Regions from separate parts of the Zea mays genome. Here regions 1, 2 and 4 are each linked to region 3. The links are chromatin contacts, called in public Hi-C maps. All regions are on one chromosome and are shown on one strand. The core of a region is the stretch at or near the end of the contact, and the rest is flanking DNA. Distances in the headings are between cores, read along the strand shown.

Region 1 (7,048 bases), core at 1,144-3,643, 190 kb before region 3:
TTGTTCCTTGAAAGTAATTCGTATCTATTTGATTTGATAGACTGACACATGGATTTAAGAAGAGAAACAAGAAAGTTAATTTTATCCGGATGAAATTCCCTTAGCACGATTACCAACTATCTATGATTATCAAACTATAGACTGAAAAACTTTTCATTGAAAGTGAGTATTTTAAGCAATGCTTTATTTCGTTCTGTATGACATATGCAAAAAAAAATTGTTGAAAGCAATGCCATTAAACTTCTCACTAAGACTATATCTTCACTAAAACCAGTCTTATGTGTAATAAGGATGCTAGTACATTATTCTCTTCTCCCATGCCAAAAGGAGTGTATGTGGCGTTTTTCCAAGAATTCGGTTTCAACCAAACTTATATGAAAATGTATTACGGTTTAGGGTAAACATTAGATGGATCATAGAATAAACTATATCTTTTTTTGTAGAAAATCTATTTGGAAAGAAAAGCACTGATATTTTTATCTTACATTTTTATAGGAAATCTATATAAAAAATATAAACATTGGTACTATTTTTTGTATAAAATTACTCAGTAAAACTTAAAATACATTGTTTTAAAAGTATGTGATGTGTCTATTTTCTAGACATAGGGAGTTTTACGTTGTTAGATTCAATGCTATGGTCCTTGTTACTACGAGAGTTCGACTTTACTGGTTGTTCCGTTGTTGTCCCAAAAGATTATAACATTTGCCAATGGTGCTAATCGCGGGTCAAAGGATAAACAGATCGGAGGCTTTCATTGGATTGGATGGTCCACACTGGTCAAACCTTCAGAATTACTTTTCTGGGCTGTTTGGAACTGGGTCACATTGTGGCCCGACGCAACTCTTGGGTGGCCCATGAAGTGTACGCATTTTCCGCTTTGCCTGCCCTCGGATTGCAAGTGTTTTACGTTTTACTGCACGGCTCGGAGCATCTTTCGATCATTCGATGTGCTGTTTTCTGCTGCTCGCACATGGTGACTTGACGGAACATGCTCGCGAATTTCGCACTTACCATGGCCGTATAAGCATATTTTTCTAACCAAGTCTTATTATCTACTATAGGCTTTATACTATCTTTTCTTCCCATCTGCACGAATGTAAAAGCACATGATTCACGTCATAGTCATGATTCATACCAAGCTGGCAAAAACTTTTGGGAAACCGAGTAAATTGCAGGCAGAATCGACATGCATAAGAGTAGTATGTGCGTGAAAATACTTCATTTTCATTGAACAAATGAAATAATGCAACCTGGTCAGTACTACTTTAGCACAAACTTTTAGCCGCGTGGAACACTCTCCACAGCACTACCACCGCCACATCGCAAACACTAATTTACGATCCGCGAAATCTACCCCAAGGTGGCACACGACGACGTGTCCGGATCCACGAGCGCCGGGACCAGGTACTTTCTCCCGTGGGCCCCGTTGGCATTGAAGCTGGCGCCGCTGGCCGGGTCCACCAGCAGCGCCCCCGCGTAGCCGGGGTACGCGCCCTTGCCGTACACGCCGGCGCACGCCGTGGCGGCCTCGAGCGGCGCGTCGGCCGAGCCCTCCTGGTAGAACCCGTTGCCGAACGGGTTGGTGACGGTGCCGACGATCATGGACGCCAGCGAGATCACCATGCCGTCGACCCCGACGTCGGCGTTGGGGGGCGTGAGCGGCGGCGCCTGCGGGCCGTAGACGGGCTGGTGGAACGGCCACGCGCACTGTCCGGGGCACTGCGACGCCGGGTTGCCCACCCACACGTACGCGAACCGGCCGGCGCGGGACCGCGGGGACGCGCCGTGCGTGCCGCAACGGGACGCGCAGAACCCGTCCACGGCCACGTCGGCGGCCGTGAGCACCAGGTTGATGGCGCGGCTCGGTGCCCCCCTGGCGGCGAGCCTGAGGAGGTCCCGCTCCGTGAGCCGCCTGCCGAGGGAGCAGTTCCGGTCGACGGCGTGGGAGCCGAGGCGCAGCGCCGGGAAACGCGCCTTGGAGGTGTCGTAGTACTTGCGCGCCGTCTTGAACCACGTGGACACGGACGGCTCCGGCTGCGACTGCGCCGCCGCCCGCGGGGCCGCGGACAGCGACGAGACGAAGTCGGTGATCACCGCCCGCTGTGGCGCCGTGAAGTCGCCGTACCAGATGAAGTTGACGGCGATGGGGCCCGACAGGAGCGCGGCCTTGTGGTACTTCATGGTGATGGCCGGCTCCTGCACGAGCGCGGTGAGCCTCCGCCTCCCCGCGACGCAGGCCTGGAACATCAGCGCGAACGCCAGCAGCGTCGCCGCTAAAGATGCAGTGGAACAAGCCATTGGTGGCTCTCCAAGACGAAATTTCTATTCGGGGAGTGGGGTGGGGTTCTTGGACGAATAACTTTGAGCTGGTTCCTGGCTTCTTGCTCGGTGTCGAGGATTTGCTATGGATGAGGATGAGCGGGGGTACTTTATTTATAGCCGGCGAAGTGTGTGAGTGAAGTGTGAGGGCTGCGGCGCGGCGCGTGACGTATGACGAGGGGGCACTTTCTGGACCAAAAGCAAGTGCCTGTTGGGTACGGTCAGCTTTTTTTCGTTGGTTTGACTCAAAAACAGTTTTACGGATAGAGCTATAAATATTCGATAAGTATTTTAAGATTTATTTAATTTTACCTCAGAAATTGTGTCTGTGGGAGTAAGTGAAAATAGTTGTTTTCAAAATAAACTGCTTTATTCGAAATAATTTAGTATGAGAAGCTGAAAACAGTTCTTTTTTGTAGAGGTGGAGGGCAAAAGCGATACAAACAGACAGGCTGCCCGAACGGTCACTGACAGCTGGTTTTGCGTACCCTGCCAGCTCCCAGCTGTAGTTGGGTTGCCATTTTACCACTTTACCCCGGCACTTGGTGCAGCCCGGCGGAATGTAGGGGCAAGTTGGGGATTGTGTGGGGGACGGGCAAAGTGGGGACTGCTGGAGTGGGTAAAAAGCACGTTGGCTTCTCGAGGCGCTTGAAATTTTAGGCAGCCGAACGTTGGGAGGGGTGGTGGGCCGGGACCGCCTGTGTGGATTTCGAACGTTGGGTTCACTGGTTTATGGGCCCGTTTTCCACTTACTACAAGCTGTGAACAGAGGAGCAGCAGCAGCAGGCATACCCAGGTACTATCCAACAGTTGGTGTTCACTTTGTCAGTACGATTCACTAATCCAATCACAGGCCTCACCGTCGCCGGTGGCATCAGGGTTAGGCCATTCCTCATCCACGTAACTTGCCAGCCAGGCTGGTGCTGGCCTGCATGCATGGGTATTGCCGTATTGGGGGTTGAAGTGGCTGACAGGTTGGCCTACCTACCAGTCATTACCCCCCGATGGCAGGGAAAATGGAAGCGACTGAGCGAGGAGTCCATGGGTGGATGATCATGTCCTATATCGGAACGTGTGATCCTGGCATCCTGCCATGTTATTTCCCAACACACGGCAAAACTTGGGACGGGAGTTGGGACCCCGTCGATCCCAGATCTCCATGGCCAAGCCAACGCTAGAACAAAGTGGTCCGTCAGATCGTACTACCATCACAGCTACGATCCCAGTAGTAGGCGAGCACCAACTGCATCATCGTCTTTGTATCGTACATAACTGACATATGGATCGCATGCAGCATGCTAGACCGTGAGCTGACAGACGATCACAGTGGGGGTTAGCGAAACCCGTCACTTTTCCCAATCCAATCGGGGAAGACGACGCACTCGCATGATCGGAGCCGATCGGATCGCATGAGATAGAGATCTCTGACGAGGCTCGTCAGCGTACGGCGGTTGGCGTAAAGCGAATGCCCGCATGTCAGCGGACCACAACAAACATGAGGACGTACGCGCCCGCTGTTAGGAATTTAGACATTTTCTTATCTAATTTAATGTAGAAATATAACTAGATAATTGTGATGACAGATATGTGCATGTGTACATAACTACTCGTATCATCACTAAAAAGTAGAATAACATGCACCAAAAAAAAAGTAACAGTGAGGGACCAATGTTTAAAACACTAGTGACTCCATTCAAATAAGATATCTCGTATGTATGTTTGATATAGTTGATCTAGTATCCATGGCAATTGGCACGTTATGGGCGATCGTCGTGTGTTCGCTTGCCTGTGACTGCCATTGCTTGTTAGAGCATGAATAGCTTGGTGGAGGAGGCGTGGGAGCGCGGTGCAAGGATCCAACCACAGCGAGGAGGATGAGAGCAGTACGCACATCAGGCGTGCCAGGAGGAACTCGGCGCGGGGAGTCCCTCTTCCCTGGATGCGATGATGAATGAACTTGACGAGAAACCACGGGAACGAACTCAAACACGCGCGCGCGCGAGAATAGACTGAGAGCGGATACAGACACTGACAGCGTGTACGAGGACGATCTCAAGCAAACGCGATCTCTTGTTCAGGCCTTCAGGGAGGCGTCACTCGATCTCCTCCACCGTTCGATCTTGACTGGAGGGTGGATGACAGAGGTAAAGTTACGACGTGGCTTCAAATTGAAAAGTTACTACTGAATCCGCGTCCGTACTAGTAGAGCACGTATTTGATTCACGACGAACATGAATCGAGCAGTATAAGTAGCTAGTAGTAATGGTTTTTTTCCCCCTTAACAGCCATTACTACGGATGCCGTACCGGCACGGCATCGTCCTAATGTCAAGGACAGTCTAGCAGCAATTTAAGCTGATTTCAGGTACAGAGTAGCTCGCTCTCACTCCAACCATTGGCATGTCTGCTGTCCTCGCCCGACTTACAACCGCTCCAGCAAACACCCAATCCCCAATGCCATGCAATGCCAAAAATGTGCCTGACCGCAGCAAACCTGTCCCTTCGAATAGCTCGGCCGTCAAACCCTGCAACACCCCCACTAACTCGCCTATAGCCTCCTCTGCCCCCCGTTTGGTGCGCATTGGTCGTCCACCCCGTGCCAGTGTTATCACCACCATCCGCCGCAAGAGCTCCAGGCTTGCTGCGAAAGAAGACGGCAATTTTGCCCATGCTTCAATGAAGGCTACTAGACTCAAAGAATTGAAGGAATCACTCCACGGTTGCTCTGCTGCTGTTAAACAGGAAGTTCAGAAAAAAGGGCTGCTCAGTCGATCCATTGCGCCGATCCCGATCCCTGCGCTGCGCAAACTAGTCCGTGCAGCAGGCCTGGGATGTTCTACTGCCAATACTGTTGGCGTGGTGCCGCTCGCCAAAGAATGATGAACAACAGCTGTGGTGTTCAAGGTGCAGTGAGCTGGTCGGTCTGCACCCCGTGGCTATCTTGGGTCTGTGTCCTAGTTACTTATTCTGCTCTATCTAGTTCTGTTCTCATCAGTCTAGTCTATGGTCTGGTCCACCTCTATTCCCTCTCTAGCCTTGTGTTCATGGTGTTTGTTAGTCCCCCCTATGTGTAATCTCAAGAATCTCGTTGTAATGTCGTGGAATGTTCGTGGTCTTGGCGACTCGGAAAAATGTAATCTTGTTCGTGAATCCATTGCGTCTATTGCCCCAAATGTAGCTTGCATCCAGGAATCCAAACTCCACGATATCACAACTTTTAAAGCACACTCTTTCCTCCCCACACGCCTTGCTGTCAAATTCATGCACATCCCTGCTGCTGGGACGCGAGGTGGGGTAATTACTGCCTGGAACCCCGACGTCCTCCATCTCACCTCCTATGCTGTTCATCATCACGCTCTAACTGTGCATCTCCGTCTGCTCGCTTCGAACTCTGACATCCACATCACAAACGTCTACGCCCCATCCGACCACAGAGACACCCCAGCCTTCCTTGACATCCTGCTGGAAATTGGTGCCAGCATCTCTGGGCCTTGGCTCATTGTTGGGGATTTTAACCTCATCCGCGATGCCAAAGATAAGAACACTGGCACTGTGAACCAGCTCCTCTGCAATCAGTTTAATGACGTGATCCACAACCTTAGTCTTGCTGAACTTCCTCTGTTAGACTGTCTCTACACCTGGTCAAATAAACGTCGCTCACCTATCCTTGCCAGACTCGACCGTGCCTTCACAAATGCAACCTTCAACAATGTCTTCCCCTCAGCCCTACTAACCTCATCTGTCAGAATCACTTCTGATCACAAACCCATCATCGCAACCATGTCCACCACAGTCCCAAAGTCCAACTCCTTCAGATTCGAAAATGCCTGGCTCAAGAAACCAGGCTTCCTCCCTTCCATCCTCCCGGCCTGGCGTTGCCTCTCCGGTTCTACGGTCGCTGCCGGACGCCTTGCTAGCTGCCTCAAGAGCACCAGATCTGCGGTAAAGGTTTGGGCCAGGCGTAACAGGGCGCCCCCTCAGATTCTGCCAAATTGCAAATTCATAATCCTAATGTTTGACTTCCTTGAGGAAGAGAGATGGTTGTCAGATGCTGAAATGCAGGTTCGGGAGCTCTGTCGGAACAGGCTACAACAACACATCAAGGAAATGGCTGCATAGTGGAAGCAGCGTGGGAAGCAACGGGCTATCCGTGAGGGAGACGCCAACACGGCATTCCACCATGCCCACGCTACACAGAGGCTAAGGATGAATCATATCAGCAAAATAACTGTACAGGAGCAGGAACTGTATAGCCATGAGACAAAAATTGCAGCCCTCACAAACTACTTCGCCAACATTATGGGAGAGTCTGGCAGCTCCACTTGGTCTTTTGATGTCCATGAGCTCTATGCTGGTCATCCATGCGCCTCAGATTCTCTAACTGCTCCCTTCACTGAGCTGGAAGCAGCAACGACCGTTCGCTCGATGAACAAGATGAGTGCCCCTGGGCCAGATGGCTTTGGCCCCTGTTTCTACTATAGTGCATGGAACACAGTTAAGTTACAAGTGATGGATCTGCTGGGTGCCTTTCATCATGGGAATGTGGATCTTGAAAGAATTAACAGAGCATACATGGTGCTCTTGCACAAGAAACAGGGGTGTACGTCTGTTGACTCTTTTAGGCCGATCAGTCTTCAGAACTGCAGTATCAAGATAATTACAAAGATCCTGACCACCAGACTTCAACAAGAAATCCACAATCTGATCCACTTGGACCAAACAGGATT
Region 2 (7,106 bases), core at 3,240-5,739, 150 kb before region 3:
CCTCCTCCTTGTGTTCTCCGCACGCAGACATGATGCCTCCCACTATGGCCACTAGCGAGCGATGCTTGTCGGCTGTCGAAGTTGGCCGGCGCTCCGGTCCGGCCGTCAAACAATTCCAACGCGTCGTCTCGGCGGACGCGCACGAGGCGCCTGGAATCGCACGGCGGGCGGACAGGCTGTGCCACGTGCTCCGTAGGCACGCCTCGTCGTAGGCCCGACAAGGGAACAAGATTTCACCAGGCTAAAACACATCACTGCTCAGGATATTTAAGCAGTCCTCCCGTCACGCGTCTGGCGGCTTCGTCGAAGGTGAACTGCACGTAGGTGATCGCTTGCCAATTGAACAAACTGTAAGACTTGCACACAGTTGCAGTTGAATAAATAAGTTTTGAACCGGACGCGCGGCCATGGGGTTCCGGAGGGGCAACGCGGCCACGACAATAGGGCTTTACTGAAAGGGGCACGATCTACTCCGACTCTCTGAGCATGGAAGATCGATTCGATAGATCGGGGCAAATCGTTGCACGAAAAGACACCAAAACGGTTCTCCAATCATAAAAGACAAGACAACTAAAAGACTCTATTATACAATAGAGTGACTATAAATATAGTCTATTAATAAATACAAAAGTAAATACGTTTGTATAACATCTAATCGATACAACAGACGACAAATTCGTACAGTGGAAAGTGGAGTGTATGTTGCTATTTGGGTTACGAGCCAGATAAGTCTTTTCGCGGAGAGACGACTCCACGATTTTTTTATAAATACCTTCTTTAAACACATCAAGATCCTCTACATTAATCACCACTTACATACCATAAGAGCATGCGCTATCGCGTATGCCCGCCTCATCACTTGTCATAATCTATATTGACTCTTGCTGATATGGCATAGTCTTGTACCAAAGCCATTTCATTCTTTAGTGGTATACAATGGGTACATACGATTGTTCTCAAGTTCTTTTAAAAGGTGCAAGAATTTGCTTGACAATATTCCAAAACTAAAAGTCAAATGATTGTTCACTGCTCGTTAGGAGAGTCGGATAAAAAAGTGTACAAATTGCTAGGTTCCGAACTCCCCCAAATAAAGGATGTTTTGCTGTAAGTAGAGAGATGGTATGCAAATGACCCAAAATGATTGAGTGATCCCCCAAAAGTTTAGTAACTGCACTTGAGAATTTTGAGTTATTTTTTATGCGGTACAACTATTTTGCATGTTAGTCTATTTTTCTATAAATACGGTGAGTAAAAAACTGTAATCTTAGACTGTGCGCATAGATGCTTTGTTTCAACGAACTAAAGGGGCCATTTCCTATTTTATAAAGTATGGATATGAAGGCTTCAACCACAACATCAATATTGCAAAAAAAAAAGCATAAGAGATGGACATAGAGCCATTATTCCTAGAATGCGTTAAGGTAAAAGAAAAAAAAACACTTTGAAGAACAAAATGACCTAACTGAAGATGACGCACTATGGGCTATAGAAGAGTCCCTCGTAGTTAATTATTTTCTCATATGATTGATACGACAATCGCTTCATCGACATCATATGGATATATTCGAAAACGTTTTCGGTTTCTTATTATTAAGCTCAGAAGCACGGAATTCTTTGGATGGTCATGATATGAGAAAGCGGCGTAATATTTTTGCAAAAAAGAAAAAAAGAAAAACTTTTGTTCATGATGACTCGTACCAGTCATATTGCCCGTGGTTCTTTGACGCTTCCCCTGGCCCCTGGCAGCCAGTCGCAGTCAACGATGGAGAGCGATGCAGGAGGCTTCGAGCATCGAGAGTAGTATAGCACGATCATGTTGTGTAGTAAAGCTCGATCGATAGACGACGACCAGTCGATAGAAAGCTGAAGATTGTGCAGTATCCTTGCTCAGCGCCAGCGCAGCTTTCCACAGCAAGCGTCTCGCACTCGCTGGGGCAATCCCGGACCGAGAGGCGCCGCGTGCTCGCGTCTCAGCAGCTGCAGTCGAAGCGTCCCATCCATTCTAGTACTGCCATCTTGCAATCAGCAACGCTTTGCTTTGCTTGCCTATTGCCTATTTGCCTTTCCCTCTATCGCTCTCGTCTCGTATCGGACCGTGAGCCGTGCAGCTGGAGATGGCGGTCGCAGGACGCAGGCGTAGCGTAGGCGCGTAGCGTAGCCGCGTACGCGCACGGACAACAGATTCCGCCACGGCGGGCGAATTGATGAATCCGCTGCCCCCGCCGGAAACGCCGGAACGGGTCGAATTCAATGAACAATGAACAGTGAGCATCACCGGACTGGACACTCTTGCAGCCGCAGCTTGAAGGCCGTAACCGTAAGGCCTTGGCGTGGTGTTCTTGGTCTTTTCTCGGCGTCGTCGACTGTGTGCTGGCTTCTTTTCTTTGACCTGTCGCTGCTGATGCGTGAAGCCTGGCGCCCTGGCATGAACACCGACCGAGACCGAGAGAAGTGAAAAGACACTAGTCCGTACTGTATGAATGACCAAGGGAGATCTGAGACGTCTCCATGGCTGGCTGCAACAGAGTTGCCGTATTCGTTGGTGAATCGTTATTGCCTGCCGTCTTTTTCACCCTGCGGTCTGCGCTCGATCGACTACATACTGCCACCGGGATCCCATGCCATGCTACTGGCTGGCTGACCTACACGCGGAACAAGGCCACGAATGTTTGACTGGTCGATTGACACACGTGAGTAGAGTAGTCGTTTCGACTGTGTCCTCTTGCTGCCTGCCCAGCACACCGCTCATGCTCGTTGCTTGAATTATCGACCGTACGGAGCCCTTCATTGTTCGGCTGGAAGCTGCTCCTGCTGCTGCTGCTGCGCTGAAGGATGGGTCACCAGTCAGACGAAAGGTCGCCGGTCTACCTCGTCTCTGCTGGGAGGAGGATTCAGGGATTGGACCATCCAGCCATGCAGATCCGAGCTTTGCCTCAGCTACTGTTTATAGCTTAGCTGGTAGGACAGCAGCCAGCGTTAGCACTCATCAGCTTCGTACGGTGCGGGGTCCTTCATCAGCAGCAGCCCATCACCCGCTACATCCCCGATTCTCAGGCATCCCCGATTTTAATGCGCAATTGTTTACACTACCTCCGTTTGAAAAACTATAACGAGAAGCTATAGTTACTGCCCGTTGTCTCGTGCTCCTAGTCTTTACCTTTCCGTTTTTGGTGTTCGATAAATGTACGTTTGGCTTAATTAAAATACAATGATAGTTAATACTAATGATTACTTTAAATACTATAGTTTACTAATAAATTAGCACTATATTGGAAATTCAAGGGACAAATCAATCAACTTAAATACATAGATCATTAGTATATCTATTGAGAAGTTGAGAAAAATGATTAAGGACTGCCACGTGCGCGCGCCGCTGTCGCCACGTGAGTCTGGCCGTGGCTTGTGGTAGATCGGATCTTAGTCCAAATAATTTTTTTTTCAAATGGCTGCGTATTTTTGGGCTGGTAATGGACGTCAAGTACTCGTCGGTTTGTAGTTCTAATGACACAACCGTTCCTACCTGTTGTCCTTCTGACTGCCTATAAAAATGGAGAGGGAGGACTCTTTTTCAATTATGTGCGATCTCTCACACACGTTGCAAACAACACGTCCCCGTCCCACTTTCTGCGAACATATAAAGAGTGGGAGAGCAGGCCTCCGAAATCGCCATCCGCAGAGATACACGTGCACAAGTGTGCGAGCGATATCAGATTTTTGGGGAGCGTACTCGCGACTGCTCGCGTAATCCGTTCGACACAGCGTTGCTTCGTCTACATCTTGTTCTTTTTCGTCTTATCTGGGCGACGCGTGCTGCTGTTCGTCTTCCGGTGGCCGTTCGAGGGACTATACGACATGCATATTCGTGCATCGACTTTGTATGACTACATACACACAAGATGTCTTTATATTTGTACATATTTTATTGTTATTTACTGTTTATGCGAGTAATCGTACACACGCATATATATCTCATCCCATACACTACATTGTTTTTTATTAAATTTTTACTATAAATGCCTAAACCCAACAATATTAAAATATCAATGTTTATGACGTTAATGCAAATATATTATAAAAATACATCTCATGATGTTAACTGTTTAGTTAAATTTGAATCTACCCTACTATAGCAACTGTTTCAGAATTATATATATTTCTGTGAAACATAGCTGATGATTCCATTCGTTCATTCATTGTGACACGACAGACGGTCAAAGTGTAGAGCCCGGCCATGTCCCCAGAACGATAGCGACTGTTGTGTCGTGGCGCCATCCAATCCAACCTTCTCCTTTCAATTCGCACCTCGATTGTAGAGATGGCGGGCGCAGTAGAACGCGCGCCACTGGTATGGAGGGCAACTGGGCAAGGGCACAAGGACAAGGCCGTGTTAAAACCAAACCAAGCGTGGCCACCGGTCCTGTCCTTACCGGCCGTGGCGTCCGTCCCCCACGTTTGTATATATATACACATACATATACTAGAATTGTCCATGTCATCGTCTCGTTCCTCTGCTCCCTTTTGCAACCTCCCTTCATATAGGCCACTGTGACCTGCTTCCCTTTCGCAGTTGCGCATCTCCATAGCCACCTCGGAAGCTCGAGGCCGAGGATCCACATATATAGCATCTGTCTTTTATACTAGGTTTTAGTTTTTGGGAGAATCTACACGGCGCAGAAGCTAGGTAGCTTTCTTCAATAATCTTGGTCCAGTCCAGCAAGCTTCCCTGCTTCCCCTTGCCCTCGATCGACCTGCTGCGGGCCCAGAGACATCCATCCATCCATCCTTCCTTCCTGGCTGTAAGAAGAGGAGATGGTCTCATGGCCGTGATCTCACCTCGCCGAGCGCTCGTCGCGGCCGTGTCCCTCTGCCTCCTCCTCGGCGCCGCCACCAGCATCCGCACCGCGACGTTTTCCCCTTCTCAGGTACGAGACCATCGCCACCCAACACGACGTCGCTTTCGTGTTTCCCTCCTGATGACTCCCGATCCTGTGCCGCGTAAGTGCGTCTCGGACTCATCTGAGACTGACAGTGCGTTGCGTTTCTGTGAGGCGCAGGAGAACCTGGCGGAGGACAAGTCGCGGCTGGGGTCGACGCCGCCGATCTGCCGCAACCGGTGCAGCGCCTGCAACCCCTGCATGCCCGTGCAGGTGACGACCGCGCCCGCGGGGCTCGGGCGCGCGGCCCGCGTCACCGACGCCGACGCCGACGCGGTGGCCGGCTTCTCCCGCTACTCCGACTACAAGCCGCTGGGGTGGAAATGCGGCTGCGACGGCCGCCTGTACGACCCCTAGCCGAGCGTGCAACGCCAGTGCACTCTGCTCCGGTCCGGTAGGGTGGGGGAGACTGGAGGCCATCCAGGTTCTTGGTGTCATCTGTTCTTGGTTTTTGCATGCCCATGGGCCATGGCGGCTTGCTTCACAAGCTTATTATTTCTCTCTCTATTCTCTACTAGTTCGAGCTTGCAGCTTGTACCGCCCGTAGCCGTAGCCATTTTTTTTTTGCTCTCTGCTGAAACAATTTACTCGCGTGTAAAGAGTAACCGTGACCGTGAGCAGTAAAAGTTGTAGTGGTTACCGACCGCTGATTGGCCAGTGCTCTCTCTCTCTCCGTCTCTGGTCATGACAGACTGAAGGCAGGCCTGCGCGGCAGCATGTGACTCGCCTGACGGTTCTGCTAGCCTGATGAATCTACCGCTGGATCGCAGTGCCGCTGATCCGCCGGCTTCTTGCGTCTTGTAACCTTGCGTGACGTGTGGCCGCGCGGGACACACGCCGAGGGAGAGCCCCCACCCCACCCTGATGATGCGATTTTTAATCTGACACTGCTGCGTAGTTATTGTGGGCTGTGTGGCCATGGCCGCCTTCGTACGGCTCTGATGCTTCGCCATGTGTTTTGTGTAGTGAGATGTCTTCCTCGCGCCCAGCCCGTCGTCCGTACGGGACAGTGAGGAGGGAGAGGAGCCCATGTGTTTTGTGTACTAGTTTGGCAGCCGTGGTTATTATAGCACAGGGAGAAAACTCCGGCCGGGGATTTTATACCTCACATTCATTTTCCAATGGGTAAAAGCCCTAGGACCTTGTTCGATTATTTTAATCCATATGTATCGAAAAAGATTGATACAAATTGAGAAAAAATTTAAGATTCAAACCCCCTCAATCTCTCTCAATCTATATGGACTGGAATAGAACCGAACCAGCTCTGAAGGAGAATTTACCCCTATTCCGTTTGGAAACAGGGGGCCAGTGTCCCATCCCGTGCAAACCCCAATAGCCTAATTTGTATGCAAGGATTGTAAAAACAGCCTCATAAAGCTCAAAATAATGCTCACAATAATACAACGGCAAATATAAAATAGCCTCATAAACCTCAAAACAATGGAAAACTTCATATCCGTTCACACATTCAAATAGCCTCATAAAGCTCAAATTAATGGAAAACTTCATATCCATTTACACATTTAAATGTCCTCATAAAGCTCAAAATTATGGGAAAAAATTCATATCCATTCACACATCCAGGTAGATATCATGTCAAAATAAAATGAATACAAGCCTTTTTTTCCCATATGCTTCACAAAGAACCTTCACTCCGGAGAATATGGAATACAAATCGTTTTGGCATTAGAATAAATTATGACTTTATCTCCTTTTTGCAAGATACACATAGTTTCCAATTGTGAGCTCACATATTGCTTTATTTTCAAACCATGTATTGCATCCACTGAGTACTCTACATGTAATAAGAAAAGAAATAGTGAAGGTTGCTGAATATAGTTTGATGAGCTTGCTCCTCCCATGTCCAGAGAAATAAAAAAGATAGGTTTGATGAGCTTGCTCCTCCCAAGAACCCATATCTAGAGAAATGAAGAAATAATATGAGAACTTATAAAAAGCTGCCTTAATTAGCAGCAGCAGTCATCCAACAACATACAAGCATTGTTTAAAAAAGCATAATTCTAATTGTCGGGGACCATAATTAGGGGTACCTTCAAGACTCATAATTCTCAGCTGGTAACCCCCATCAGCACAAAGCTGCAAAGGCCTGATGGGTGCGACTAAGTCAGGGATCTGTCCATTCGAGGGACTCGATCACGCCTCGCCCGAGCC
Region 3 (7,012 bases), core at 2,164-4,663:
TCCTGCTGTCCAGGAACAAGAACATCAAGTCCGGATCACCTGCGATTGCGAGCACTCGATCCAGCCTTCGCCACCTCCAGGCGCAGCAGCGATGAGCTCCGGAAAGGCGCAGCGGCGGCCGCACGCCGTGCTCATCCCGCAGCCGGCGCAGGGCCACGTCACGCCGATGCTGCACCTCGCCAAGGCGTTGCACGCTAGGGGGTTCCGCGTCACCTACGTCAACTCCGAGTACAACCACCGGCGCCTGCTCCGGTCCCGCGGCCAGGACTCCCTCGCCGGCACCGACGGCTTCCACTTCGAGGCCGTCCCCGACGGCCTGCCGCAGTCCGACAACGATGACGTCACGCAGGACATCGCCGCGCTCTGCCTGTCCACCACCGCGCACAGCGCCGCGCCGTTCAGGGACCTGCTGGCGAGGCTGAACGCCATGCCGGGCAGCCCGCCGGTGAGCTGCGTCATAGCTGACGGCGTGATGAGCTTCGCGCAAAGGGTCGCCGAGGAGATGGGAATCCTGGCCTTGGTTTTCTGGACCACCAGTGCGTGCGGCTTCATGGGCTACCTCCACTTCGCCGAGCTCATCAGACGAGGCTACGTGCCACTGAAAGGTACTCCTACAAGTTTTGGTATCAGTCCTGCTGGATCTGATTTGAAACCAATGATAATTTGCCGAAATCAACTAGCCGCACTCCGAGAACTGAAATGTGACATCTTGTTCTTGTTGTGCACTCTGTGTTAGACGAAAGTGACCTGACGAACGGGTATCTGGACACGGCAATCGACTGGATCCCCGGCATGCCGGACATCCGTCTGAAGGACATCCCCAGCTTCATCAGGACGACAGACCGAGACGACGTGATGCTCAACTTCGACGGCGGCGAGGCGCAGAACGCGCGCAGGGCCCGCGGGGTCATCCTCAACACGTACGACGCGCTGGAGCAGGACGTGGTGGACGCGTTGCGCCGCGAGTTCCCGCGCGTGTACACTGTCGGCCCACTCGCAGCGTTCGCGAACGCCGCGGCAGGAGGCGAGCTGGACGCGATCGGCGGAAACCTCTGGAAGGAGGACACGAGCTACCTCCGGTGGTTGGACACGCAGCGGCCGGGCTCGGTGGTGTACGTCAACTTCGGCAGCATCACGGTGATGACCGCCGCGCAGCTCGCCGAGTTCGCCTGGGGCCTGGCGGGCTGCGGCCGGCCGTTCCTGTGGGTCATCAGGCCGGACCTCGTGTCCGGCGAGACCGCCATGCTCCCGGAGGGGTTCGTCACGGACACCAAAGGAAGGGGAATCCTGGCGAGCTGGTGCCCGCAAGAGCTGGTGCTCTCGCACCCGTCCGTCGGCCTCTTTCTGACGCACTGCGGGTGGAACTCCACGCTGGAGAGCGTATGCGCCGGCGTGCCGATGCTCTGCTGGCCCTTCTTCGCTGAGCAACCGACGAACTGCCGGTACGTGTGCGACAAATGGGGGATCGGGATGGAGATCGACAATGATGTGAGGAGGGAGGAGGTGGCGCGGCTCGTGCGCGCGGCAATCGACGGAGAGAGGGGAAAGGCGATGAGAGTGAAGTCGGTAGTGTGGAAGGAGAAAGCTCGACAAGCGGTGGAGGATGGTGGATCCTCCAGGAAAAACTTGGATCGACTGGTCGATTTCCTGCTCGCAGGGAGTGATCTCCCTTGCTGAGTTTACTTCAAAATCTTCGTGCCGGTTTTTAAAGTCTAATAAAATTTTCTTTTGGAATTGAGTGGGTGTTATTTTTTCCGAATGAAAAAAACCGATATCATTCTCTACCCAGCTATGTTAAATATGGGAGTTGCTAAAACTAAGGTGTACAAAATTTAAGGCTACTTTCACGTTACATATATTTTATGTTTAAATTATAACTTAGTTTGGTCTAATTTTCAGATATAATCTATATTTTTCAGATCCAAGAATAAAAACCTGTTAGATAAAACTATAAACCCAACAAAATTTAACATGTATTAGCATAACAACAATTTATAATTATTCATATAGCCATACAATGGGGAAATGGTATACACAGACAATTAATACAGAAATTTGTGTCTCTAGTTCAGTAATAATGCTCATCTTCCTCAATGGTTATGTAAATTTTAGCTCCCTAAATTACAGATTTAAAAAGTTGTTAAATAACTTTTGGAGTAAAAAATGTGAGTTCTCCAATAGTTCTCTAAATATAGGTTGTAGTTTTGTTTTGTATCTATGCACATAAATAAGATAGGTCACAAATGTCAACAATCACTTTCATTACCTATATGATACAGTCAACATTTTTGTTTAGGAGTTGCTAAATGGTTGCCAAATGTAGAGAGAAAATAGGGTTAGATGAGAAATTGCTAAATTTAGAAAGTTAATTTAGAGAAATTGCTACATCCATCACTGCCTGCCAAAATAATAATTATCAGTTGTTACAACCTCTTCCGCATCTCGCTCACTCATAAACTAACACAGAAGTATAATGCAAGTGGGGATCGATGGTCAGCGTCACCAAAAAAATCTGGTGGTGTGTTTGTGGGTAGCATAGTTCATTTGTCCCTCTAAATTAGGGGGTGTTTGGTTTCTAGGGACTAATTTTTAGTCCCTACATTTTATTCCATTTAGTTGCAAAATTGCTAAATATAGAAACTAAAATTCTATTCTAGTTTCTAAATTTGGCAATTTATAGTCTAAAGTGGAATACAATAATGGGACTAAGGCCCCGTTTGGTTAGGGGTAACTAAAGTTTAGTGACTAAATTTTAGTCACTTTTAGTCCCTAAAGAAGCAAACATGGTGACTAAAATGGGATGACTAAACTTTAGTTCTTTAGTCACCAAGGGGTGACTAAAAGGGACTAAAGTAGTATTTTTACCTTATTTGCCCTCTCAATTTTCTTCTTATAGTAAACATCTATTAATTAATAGGGGTAAAACAGTCATTATTCACAGCAATTAATGCTCTTTAGTTCGGTTTAGTCACTGGAATCAAACAGGATACTTTAGCAACTAAACTTTAGTCACTAAAATTTAGTCGAGTGACTAAAGAAACCAAACAGGGCCTAAACATTAGTCCCTACAAACCAAACACCCCCTTAATAATTCCCTTAATAATGTCGCAAGCCATTGGCGTTCCCTAGCTGCTGACCTATTGTGGACGATGCACCAATGGCAAGTTTCTACTCTCCCACACGGCCACACCCTAGCTTACTGATGAAGACTCCATGGATGTTGGCCGCGCCAGGACTCGCGCTGGTCGACGCCGGCGCAATGCCGCCGACTGCCGTGGACCGTGTCTGCTCCAATCAATGCCCAGCGCAGGGACAATAAAACCCAGCCATCGCTGTAAGCGTCAGCGTCTGCTCTGTCGCGGCTCTCCGAGCCACGTCTCGGCGCGACGGCAACCATGCGCATGTTCATCTCTGTCCGGCACTATCTGAAATCAGATAGCCTTGTTACGTGATGTGTTGGAGCAGAAGTGTAACGAGCTTTCCAAACAAAAAACAAAAAAAAAACATGAGGTGGTGATGAGCAATGATCCAAAGAGCCGTATCGATTGCGTCGTCTCTCCTTGATCGCAAGCGCCTTGGCTTTTCTCAGTTTCTGTCTGCTTCGCTCGTGATGTCCGTCCTTCTCGCCATATATGCCCTACTACTATACCGACATGCCGTAACAGATTCATGGTGACCATCGCCACATCTCTCCGACGGTTAAATATCCCTCCCAGAACGCCCATCATCTGCGGCGTCATCCAACATGCAAGGGAAAACCTCGATGATGGGCTCGAACGCGCGCCCCCACGCGGTGCTCATCCCGTACCCGGCGCAGGGCCACGTCACGCCGCTGCTGCAGCTGGCCAAGGTGCTGCACTCGAGGGGCTTCTTCGTCACCTACGTCAACTCCGAGTACAACCACCGCCGCCTGCTCCGGTCCCGCGGCGCGGACTCGCTGGCGGGCCTCGACGACTTCCGGTTCGAGACCATCCCCGACGGCCTGCCTCCGTCCGGCAGCGACGACGACGTCACGCAGGACATCCCCGCGCTCTGCGAGTCGCTCTCCCGGAGCGGCGCCGCGCCGTTCCGTGACCTCCTGGCGAGGCTCAACGGCATGCCGGGCCGTCCTCCTGTCACCTGCGTCGTACTGGACAACTTCATGAGCTTCGCGCAGAGGGTGGCCAGCGAGATGGGCATCCTGGCAGTCGTGTTCTGCACCATGAGCGCGTGTGGCTTCATGGGGTACCTCCACTTCAAGGAGCTCATGGACAGAGGCTACGTGCCACTGAAAGGTACGGTACGGCCAACCCGCAGCATTTATAGCTATAGCTGTCGACGATCAAGCGCCCACTCGTTGCTCTATGCAACAGCGTTGCTCACATGTACACGTACTGTTTGCGTTGCGCTTGCGCATGCTGCAGATGAGAGCTACCTGACCAACGGGTACCTGGACACGGTGCTCGACTGGGTGCCCGGGATGCGGGGCATCCGTCTGCGAGACATGCCCAGCTTCATCCGCACGACGGACCCGGACGAGTTCATGGTCCACTTCGACAGCGGGGAGGCCCAGAACGCGCGCCGCGCGCAGGGGATCATCGTCAACACGTTCGACGCGCTGGAGCAGGACGTCGTGGGCGCGCTGCGCGGCGTCTTCCCTCGCGTCTACACCATCGGCCCGCTTCTCACGTTCGCCAGAGACATGGTCCGTCCCGACGCGTCCGCGATCTGCGGGAACCTCTGGAAGGAGGACCCGAGCTGCCTCGGGTGGCTGGATGCCCAGGGGCCCGGCTCGGTCGTGTACGTCAACTTCGGCAGCATCACGGTCATGACGCCGGCTCAGCTCGCCGAGTTCGCGTGGGGGCTGGCGAACTGCGGCAGGCCGTTCCTGTGGGTCATCAGGCCGGACCTCGTCACGGGCGAGAAGGCTATGCTGCCGGAGGAGTTCTACGCGGAGACGAGAGAGAGAGGGCTCTTCCTCAGCTGGTGCCCGCAGGAACAGGTCCTGTCGCATCCGTCCACCGGGCTGTTCCTGACGCACTCTGGGTGGAACTCTACGCTGGAGAGCATACGCGCCGGCGTGCCGATGATCTGCTGGCCGTTCTTCGCAGAGCAGACGACCAACTGCCGATATGCCTGCGCGAACTGGGGCATTGGACTGGAGATCGACAACAATGTCACGAGGGACGAGGTGGCACGGCTCATAGAAGAAGCCATGGACGGCGAGAAAGGCAAAGACATGAAGGCGAAGGCAACAGTGTGGAAGGAGAAGGCCGTGGCAGCAACAGAAAGCGGCGGGACCTCGAGCGTCAGCATTGATCGTTTGGTCGAGTTCCTGCTTGAAGGAAACGTTCCTACAGCTGCAGGCTAATAATATGAACAGTACGTGCATATGAAAACCGAAGTATAATGTTACCAGCAAATTTGTAATATATAAGTATAAATACTGAATTTGTTTCTTTCATGACGGTCAGCTTCACAGTAGAAAATATGGTGTCGCATGAACATGACAATTTCAGAATTCAGAGTGAAGATGCAAGCTTGCTGTCAGTATTTTCAGGTAGGCCTGTCAGCTGTGGCTTCACCTGCCATGCTACAGAGCGAACTGCGAACCATTTTATGATTCTGTGAGCAATAGAACAGCAGTTGAAATTGGTGCCGTCTCTACATCGAAGAGAAAAAATGTTCTTGCTGCAATAAAACTGGGTGGCTCCTCAATGAAAAACTGTACTGCATATTTGAGACACGAACTAACAGCACGGTAGTACTTTGAACACTAACATGCCACCGGAACTTATGCTAGCGAATTACTGAAGTTTGAACTTGAAGTTCAGTCAGCGATACAATGGATTCGGTGAAGAAATGCAGTGCAAGAATTAGAAAAGGAATTAGAAATAATGAAAGAACAAATATTTGGGAAACTTTTTCAGTCAAGATGTGAGAGTATCATGAGGACTCTGTTACAGACCACCAATAGTCTGCATCAGATTGACATCAGATCGTGTTGCCAGGATTTTTAGAAAGTCAATTTGGTGTGTTTGTATCTGAATCTGACACTACAGGCCTCGAATCTTCCTGGTTGTTTGCGATTGTATCTGGAGTTGAAGTTGGCTGAGCTGACTGATAGCCTGCTAAGATATGCCAGCGGTAAGATATCAGTTTATTGAAAACAAAGTGATTGTTTACAGTACTTTTCTGACTGATAGCCTGCTAAGACATGCCAGCGGTAAGATATCAGTTTATTGAAAACAAAGTGATTGTTTACAGTACTTTTCTGTAGTTAACTTATGTTAGATACACCCAGAAATGACAGTTTTACGATACAAAGATTTTATAGTAACAGGTATCTTGCAACATTAAAACTATTGAACCAAAATGTGTTTGTTTTGCAGGTTTCAGCAACAAACACCACGTTAACCGAAAGGATTACAGTAGCGTACCAGATGCATCGTCAGATTCCTTTGAGACTGCATGAGAGGGCAGCTGGAGTCTGAAATTAGGCGGAAGCGAATGCCCTGGTGGGAAAGAACCATCCATCTGTGCCGTTGGCTGCTGAAAGAACGCTGGTCGCATGGGTTGCTGCATCGGTGAGAATCCAGCACTTGGACTTGGGCCACTAGGCATATACCCCATGTATTGGTAGGGTGGTACTGAATGAGAGGCTGGACCATACATCTGAGGGTAGTAATGTTGTAGCACCTGAGAATTGTACAATGGCTGCTCATCAATTTTCAGGTTTCATGGTTTCGGTTAGATTGCTAGTTTGTTCTGGTGTCTCGTTCTGGTACAAAACGCATGATGGCCAATAAACAAAAGGCCCTGCCATGCAGACATCGCCAGGTTTTATTAGTCAAAAATACTTTGTATTCAAAGATGAGAAGTTTCGTTTCAATACTGAATTCAGAGCTTCAGATCATCGCAAGCAAACAGTGTGATTTAGCCAAATAATTCATACAGTACTGCCAGTTACTGTAAAAACAACAGAAATGACATTGAATGGCACGAGAGATCAAATGGAGACTGAATTGCTTGC
Region 4 (7,040 bases), core at 3,194-5,693, 230 kb before region 3:
AAAGAATCATTCCTGATACACATGTTCCTAGCGGCGTGATCTCAAATAGGCAAATCCTGGCCAAGCGGCCTCTGTCAGGATTAGTGCCGGTACGGATCACACCCAGAAAGCGTCAAAATACGAGCACGCCAGATGCATGTCCGTCCATTCCCATTCAGACCTGACCATACCTCAAGGTAGATGAAAAATAAAATAAAAAATAGACCGCACCTCCCCCCTGCGGCCCTGCCCTGCCCTGCCCGCATGGGAATTGGGAGAAGGAAAAAAAAACTGTCAGAATCTTAGCGTGCAGTGCAGCAAGCAGCGGCGGGCAGCGCCAAGGCTTGCAGAGGCGCAGCGAGAGGGCGGGGGCGGGGCTAACTTGTCTTGCAAGAGACAACCGGCTTGCCAGATGCCAGCGGACGGACGCCGGCCAGGCGGGTAGGGCTAAAACACCCGTCGATTCCCATTCCCCACCGATTCTGATTTCTGAGGCTGGTGACAATGCAGGCTATAGCGAGGACGATAGCGCCCAGCAGGAGGCGAGAGCGGGGCTGGAGGCGGGCGAGAGCGACCCGGCGGGCGTTACTGCCACCGTCCGGCGATAGGCAGGCGAGAGCGGGGCGACGCGTTGGCGATGCGTCTTCGCGGGCGAGAGCGAGGGGCGACAGTGAGGTGGCGGCTTCTGATTGGTCCACGTGTGCTATAGCCTGAGGCTGTAGCCTGCTGCAGCCTGTGCACTGGAGCAGCAGGGGCGAGAGTGGAGGCGAGAGCTGACGTGGCAGGGGCGAGAGGGAGGCTGTGCACTGGACTCAGGCTGAGAAAGGATCCCGCTTTGTCACATGGTTTCAGGGGCAAGGCAAAATCTTGGGATCAGGCGGCCAGGCGCCGTGGTCCGGTCCGGTCCGGCCCAAAAGTGGGGTGGCTTTTCCTAGCTGTTTGCGTGTGCCTGCCCGGGGCCTCCTCCTCCGCTGCATTGACATGTGCCTGGCTGATGTGCTGTGCTGCACCTGCGCTACATCTCAGACTCAAAGCGAGCTGGGCAGGGTACTCTTCTCCGCCGCTGTGTCCAGTGTCCTTCCCTTGCGCCTGCGGCGCTGCACGTCGATCATGTCCAGTACCGTACCCCTATATGCGGGCCACGCCGGCCGTGCCATCTTTCGCACTGCGTTGGTACGATACAAACCCTTGCTGCAGGCTTGCATGGTGCCATGTTTGCCTGACATTGGTGAACTCATTAGGAGACACGACGCAGAGATCAGTGTGTATTCTCTCTCTCTCTCTCTCTCTAGGAGTAGCCGACAATAGATAGTAGGATGGGGATGGCGCCGGTGAAATCTCACCGGTGCATGCTGGTTTGCTTCAGGTAAACACCGGAGTTTACAGCTAGAGTGTACTACTAGCAGTCCACTTCACATATCTGCAAGCTAGAGCTTAAAGATTGAAAGCTTACATCTGCAAGCAAAGCTTGGGGACGAACAACAAACAACGACTCAGGCACGCACGCGGTATATAAGCAAGAGCCGAAAACGGTCCGCGCAACGCAAGCGCAGCGGCGGCTCTCGCGGGCCACGCGTCACGGCGACGGCGGCCAGTCGAAGCCGGCGAAGCTCTCGCCGAAGCCGCCACCGCCGTAGAACCTCACCTCGAGGTTCTCCAGGCCCTGCGCGTCGTCCCAGATAGCCTCGTCGTCGTCGCTGCCGACGGCGTAGTAGTAGTCGTCGTCGTCGTCCACGAACAACCCCCACGAGACGACGTCGTCGTCGTAGTCCTCGTCCTCGTCCGAGTAGTAGTCGGAGCACTCCTCCCAGTAGCTGTTCTCGTAGCAGTCGTCGACGACGCGCGGGCCCAGGACGCGCAGCCCCGGGTGGCGCTCCCGCAGGAACCGGTCGTCCACGGCCCAGCAGCCGCGCAGGTCCAGGAACTTGAGCTCGCTGCACTGCTCCAGGATCTCCAGCACCGCCTCCGTCGCCACCAGCATGTACCCCATCTCCAGGTGCCGCAGCCTCGGCATGCTGCGCGCGATGGCGTGCGCCTCGTCGTGCTGGCACACCTTGTCCGCCAGGTCGATCGGGTGCATCACCCGCCGGAGCCCCACCAGGGACCTGCAGTGCCTGCCGAACGCCTCCAGCGCGCGGGCCCCGATCTTCGTGCAGCTGCTGATGTCTAGGAACGTCACGTTCGATAGCCGCGGCGCCACGGCTTCCACTACGGAGTCGCTGATCTCACTCCTGGGGATCTCCAAGGTCCCAAGAGCTCGCGCACTAGGCAGATTGTTCAAAAAAAGATGAAGCAGGGATCAGTTATAGTGCAAAATCTGAAATGAATGACAGCAACACTATGCGGACCAACTGATGACTGTCCTCATCTGCCAATAGGCAACGTGACGTGGTGTAATTGTGAGAGCCTGATGAGTGTGTGCCAGTACTTGTGTGTGTACTTGCAAATCCAATGGACACAATTCGAAGAAAAAAAAAGGTCTAATCCTAGTTCACAATGCAAACAATTCAGAACAATATACATCAAATTGCTCAACTTGTTATATCCTACAAGTAAGATTCAAGACCAGAAGGCGTGCCTTGGAATGCATCAAATCCCACTAGGCCCACTTCTAGCCTCCTAATCAATCAATCAATCAGAACGATCCCTAAGCCAGCCTAGACAAATAAAATGGACCTGAATTCGCACATCAGAAATTCAAAATAGAAAGGCTTGTTCTGACTGAGACAACCGACAGCCTGAAACGAAACCAGACAGATAGGCTTAGAATTCTAATCTATTGCTCTACGCAAACGAGCTAGAATTCTAATCTACTGCAGATGAACAACACAAGAATTTGACAGAACTGTTCAGTGTTCTGTTCACTGCCCACAGGAATCGTGACAAAATGAAATTAAATAAAATAAAAAACAGAGAGCATTGCCAGATCTCACACTTACTTGTCTGCGATGAACGAGAAGAGCGGATCGCAGGGCAGCCCGGAGACGCTGATCCGGCGGCACGAGCCGCCGCTGCGGCCGACGAGCAGCTCCACCATGCGGCCGATCTGCTCCGGCTTGCTTTGCTGCTGGCTCCACTCCTCGATGTCGATCTCCTGCCAGCAGTAGGGGCCGGCGACCACCCGCCCCCAGGACTTGCACACCCGCGGCAGGACGGTGAGCACCTCCTGGAGCGGCAGGTTGCGGAAGATGAGCCCCAGCGCGTCCGGCAGCAGCTCCTCCCAGCACCTGTACTCCTTGCCGTCCTCGCACTCCCCCATCACTTCCCTTCCCTTCCCTTCCCTTTCCTGTACCAGGCGAAGCACCGCCCTTATTACGAGCTATCCCATCCATTACGACTGAATGAAGAATGCCAACTGCCGCAGCTCAGGTTAAAACGCGAGTGGGGAATAAGAGCTACTGCTACGTGATTTCGTGCGCCAATCTCCTCACATCAAAGAAGCTGAGAAGAACTCAAGTCAACTGAACACAGATCTTGCAAGTAGACTGAGGCAAGCAAAAACAAGAGATAAGCGAACATTTTGAGAGATCAGATAGAAGGAAAATGCGATTCTTATCAAGCAACCTCATAAAATTTTCTAACCAAGACATCAGAAACCACCGAAGGATGCGGGGAAGCTAATTCCTCGCCCCTCTCCAACCGAGAGCCAAAGCATTTTTTTATTTATTTCCATTTCTTCCAAGCGAGTGCGGGGGGGGGGGGGGGGGGGGGGGGGGGGGGGGGGGGGGGGGGGGGGAGGGGGCAGCTTACCTTGGAGATCACTCAAGAGCCAGAGCCCAGAGATACTAAAAGCGGCAGTCTTCCAGCAGTAAAAATGGCTTTGTGTGCCCTGCGAGCAAACCTAAAGAAGGCAAAAGCACGCGAGAGTGGTGGCAACTGATACGATGTAGTAGTAAGCACCATCCAAAAGCCGGCTAGAAAAAAGCAGCTTCATTAAACGCTAACAATACTGGCTCCAATCACAGGGTACCAGGAAGAGGAAGGCGCGGCACAGATCTAAAAGAGAAGGCCTCTTGCGGCTGCAGGGACGGAAAGCGCAGCATGCCAATTGGCGAGCATCCCGCATACCATTTCTTCCACCCCGTGGCCGCACCAAACAGAAGCTACGGCTCCCAGGTAATTTGTGTGTGTGGGGAAGGACGCGAAAGCTTCGCCCTTTTTGGGGGTCGAAGCTGAAGAACACCGTCTTTGCCCAGCATAAAAATTTGCGCGAGAGAGAACAGCGGAAGAAACTCCGGAGCAGGCAAGCAGCTATCTATCATTACGGTTCGGGGGGGAGGGAGGGATTTTTATTGCCCGCGTATATTTACCGGATTGGTGGTGCGGAGACGAAGGCCCAGATTCCAATTCGGATCTGCGGGAGGCGGCACCTTGTGGAGGAGGGGAAGGGGACTGATCCGGCTGGACTGGACTTGAGGGAGAATCGAGAGGGCGACCCTGAGAATGAGGATGTGTTGGGCACCAGAAGAAGACGGGAGACTGAAGAAGGCTGCGGGCTAGTAGCTTCCGTTCCGTATGTGCGTGTGTGTTCTCGACTTCTCGTTGTCGAGGAGGAGAGAAAAAAAAACGCGCGGCGCGCAGTGGATGCAGCTGCAATCCGCAGATATTGCACGGCACGTTGGGAATTGTTTTTTTTTTTGGGTCTCTCTTCCCGCATAAATTCAAACAAGAATTTACTGTATTTACCAGCCAATGAAGACGGTAAAAATGTGAAGCATTATTCAGACAGCAGCAGCAGGAGAGGTTTTCAGTTGAACAAAAAAATTGTTGGATCTGGTTGGATGTACTGCAAGTGGAGCTGGACCTGCAGCTTTAATTAATCTATAAAAATAAAATATTATAGAAACCCCATCAATCCACAGAAAATGGTTACCATTACCACAACTAGAGTAGAATTCTAAAGTCGTGTCATGTTGACTTTTATTATTATGGAACCAAAGCTGATTTCATCACTGATTCGACACGGCTCAGCATTACTGCGAAGCGAAGCTAGAGAAACTACTGGCGGATGCGCCAGGGTTAGGTAGATTTCGTTGATAGTAAAAACTGTCACGCCGACGCTGCTGGGCGTCAAGGATAGATATACGGGAGCATGGGGGCTAATATAAAAATACAAAATGACTATTACCGAAGACAGCGGCACAAAGGTCACGTCAGTGTGCAGTGGACCAACGCTTTGGGCCTCCGCCGCATCGCCATTTCAGCCGTTAGGAGGTGGTGTGTGACGAGCACTGTATCGCCACAGTCGGTGCTTCCGTCTGTTTTACTTAAGAAGTTGGCACTTTCTCGGCGACGCGACGCCGCCGATGCAACGTGCGGTTCCGCTGTCACAGTGAGTGAACTGCAGCAGCGAGGTCAAATTATTAATCAGAACTCACCTCCAAACGTAGTTGTATTTTTTTTTGCATCGATGATTTATCAGAACTTTTTTGGGCATTGGCCCGTTTAACATCAACTGAAGGCTTCGAAGCCAGCACTACTACTACTAGCCAGGGAGGCAGGGGACTCTGTGGATTTCTGTCTCTCTCTTTCTCAGACCTTGTTCGTCAATCGTCACTACGCCTACTAGCTAGCGTTAGCCGTGAGTCATGTGAACGTGTCTGCCAGGGACGTGCGGCTGCATGATGGCGAGGTAGGACAAGTGTGGATTCCTTTCCCTGTCGCGTTGAATGACAAGCCCGTGGCACCGTGCCCGTGTCGGCCGGTTGCCCTTCCTTCAACACCTAGGACTGTCTGAGAGAAGAGTGTGTATAGCTTGACCGTAGCTCGTGTAGCCCACCCTGGCCGTGCACGCATGCATGCTGCCTGTCGCCGGACAGTTTTCTTATTAGTAATAGGGTTCGCACGAAGGCATGCATTCTGCAAGTGCCACTGTTCTGGGGGCTCCAATCCATGCAGAATCCTTGACCCGCGGCCTCCATTATTGAACGTACGTCTGTATATTGAAAACCAGACCGCGTTCAAAGTGTGTAATGTAATCTGCCGTTCGCACAGCGGCGGGAAAAAATAAATAAAAGGAGAGCGTCTTGCTCTCCCGTCGTCTTTATAAACCTTCGTTTCACACCATCTCGTTTGTCGTTGAAGCTAAGCGCTACGGCAGGCAGCAGCGACGATTAGGGAAGCGAGGTCGGTGACCGGCGGTGAACTTGCTGCTGCTGATAGCCTCCCTAGAATCGATTTAGGGCCCGTTCGGTTGTACCGGAATAAGCCAGGATTCATTCCAGCTCATCAAAATCTATATAAATTAGAGAAGTAATCCGGCTAGGAATTAATCCGTGGCTCCAATCCGGAACAACCGAACAGGGCCTTAAGATTTCGAGGTGGGAACCGAGACCGCAACAAACTTTGTAAACTTGACCCGTTAGTCTCCACCTCCTTTTTAGACTGCGTTCAACGGTTACCTCTAAATTTCGGAAAAAAATTGGATGCAGCCGGCTGCAAAACAGGATGTTTGTAGCGCCTCTCACGAAAAGGAGGATAGACCCCACCTGCAGGTCTATCAGATAACGTTTTAATTGTTTTGATGCACCTGCAGGTGAGATATATCCTCCTTTTTGTGAGGGGCTGCAAATATTCAAGTTTGCAGCCGGCTGCACACAATTTTTTTCCTAAACTTCTCCCCTTATATCCCACTCACGTGCCACGTCAGTGTTCTCTTCCCCCTTATATCTCTACCCTGTACAGCGGTTCTCCCTAAATCCTTCCCCTATACCCCACTACAACAATAAAATATCATTTTCTATATCTACTTTTCACCTTCTATCAATTTTTCATCTACTAATAATTAACCGTGGGCCTACAACACAATAGATAGGGGAGGAAAGGAGAGCACGCTGCATTCGGGGGGAGAGAGAAGACGATAGCGCGCGGCTGCACCGTAGGGGTGCTTTAGGGGGGCAGCGTTGCGGCAGGTAGCGTCTTTCTGTAGCCTCTACCGTATGGGAGAGGAAGCTCCGGCGGGAAGCGGTGAAGAGAGTCTTATAGGGCTCCACAATAGAGGCCCACTAGCCTCGTCTTAGGCTGAACGTCCCCGATCAAAGCACAAGGTTAAAGGATCAGAT

Evidence for each region. A called contact is a pair of places that touch in the nucleus more often than the background predicts.
Region 1: a contact with region 3 is called in a Hi-C map of leaf, with 5 times the contacts expected there. The contact joins the promoter of LOC100283062 here to the promoter of LOC103654243 in region 3. A contact is called at or near these places in 5 of 25 Hi-C or Micro-C datasets (bundle sheath, ear and leaf).
Region 2: a Hi-C map of leaf shows a contact between it and region 3, with 6 times the contacts expected there. The contact joins the promoter of LOC100278711 here to the promoter of LOC103654243 in region 3. A contact is called at or near these places in 7 of 25 Hi-C or Micro-C datasets (bundle sheath, ear, leaf and 2 more).
Region 4: a contact with region 3 is called in a Hi-C map of ear, with 2.5 times the contacts expected there. The contact joins the promoter of LOC100285680 here to the promoter of LOC103654243 in region 3. A contact is called at or near these places in 5 of 25 Hi-C or Micro-C datasets (ear, leaf, seedling and 1 more).

Annotation. Positions count from the first base shown.
Region 1 is chr4:185,183,796-185,190,843 of Zm-B73-REFERENCE-NAM-5.0, forward strand. It overlaps LOC100283062 (phi-1-like phosphate-induced protein), which reads right to left and starts at 2,394. Exons shown (of 1, transcript NM_001155964.2): 1 at 1,208-2,394. The coding sequence starts at 2,301. The coding sequence ends at 1,354.
Region 2 is chr4:185,220,141-185,227,246 of Zm-B73-REFERENCE-NAM-5.0, forward strand. It overlaps LOC100278711 (EPIDERMAL PATTERNING FACTOR-like protein 1), which reads left to right and starts at 4,490. Exons shown (of 2, transcript NM_001151897.2): 1 at 4,490-4,922; 2 at 5,055-5,579. The coding sequence starts at 4,818. The coding sequence ends at 5,291. LOC103654241 reads left to right here. Exons shown (of 2, transcript XM_008681070.4): 2 at 1-398. The coding sequence ends at 212.
Region 3 is chr4:185,374,883-185,381,894 of Zm-B73-REFERENCE-NAM-5.0, forward strand. LOC103654243 (7-deoxyloganetin glucosyltransferase) reads left to right here and starts at 3,414. Exons shown (of 4, transcript XM_008681073.4): 1 at 3,414-4,274; 2 at 4,404-5,361; 3 at 5,454-6,126; 4 at 6,372-6,732. The coding sequence starts at 3,746. The coding sequence ends at 5,350. LOC103654242 (7-deoxyloganetin glucosyltransferase) reads left to right here. Exons shown (of 2, transcript XM_008681071.4): 1 at 1-605; 2 at 737-1,784. The coding sequence starts at 92. The coding sequence ends at 1,677. LOC100381763 reads right to left here. Exons shown (of 6, transcript NM_001174565.1): 5 at 6,420-6,678; 6 at 5,746-6,107. The coding sequence ends at 6,004.
Region 4 is chr4:185,147,302-185,154,341 of Zm-B73-REFERENCE-NAM-5.0, forward strand. It overlaps LOC100285680 (ubiquitin-protein ligase), which reads right to left and starts at 4,444. Exons shown (of 3, transcript NM_001158571.1): 1 at 3,730-4,444; 2 at 2,919-3,265; 3 at 1,299-2,243. The coding sequence starts at 3,238. The coding sequence ends at 1,556.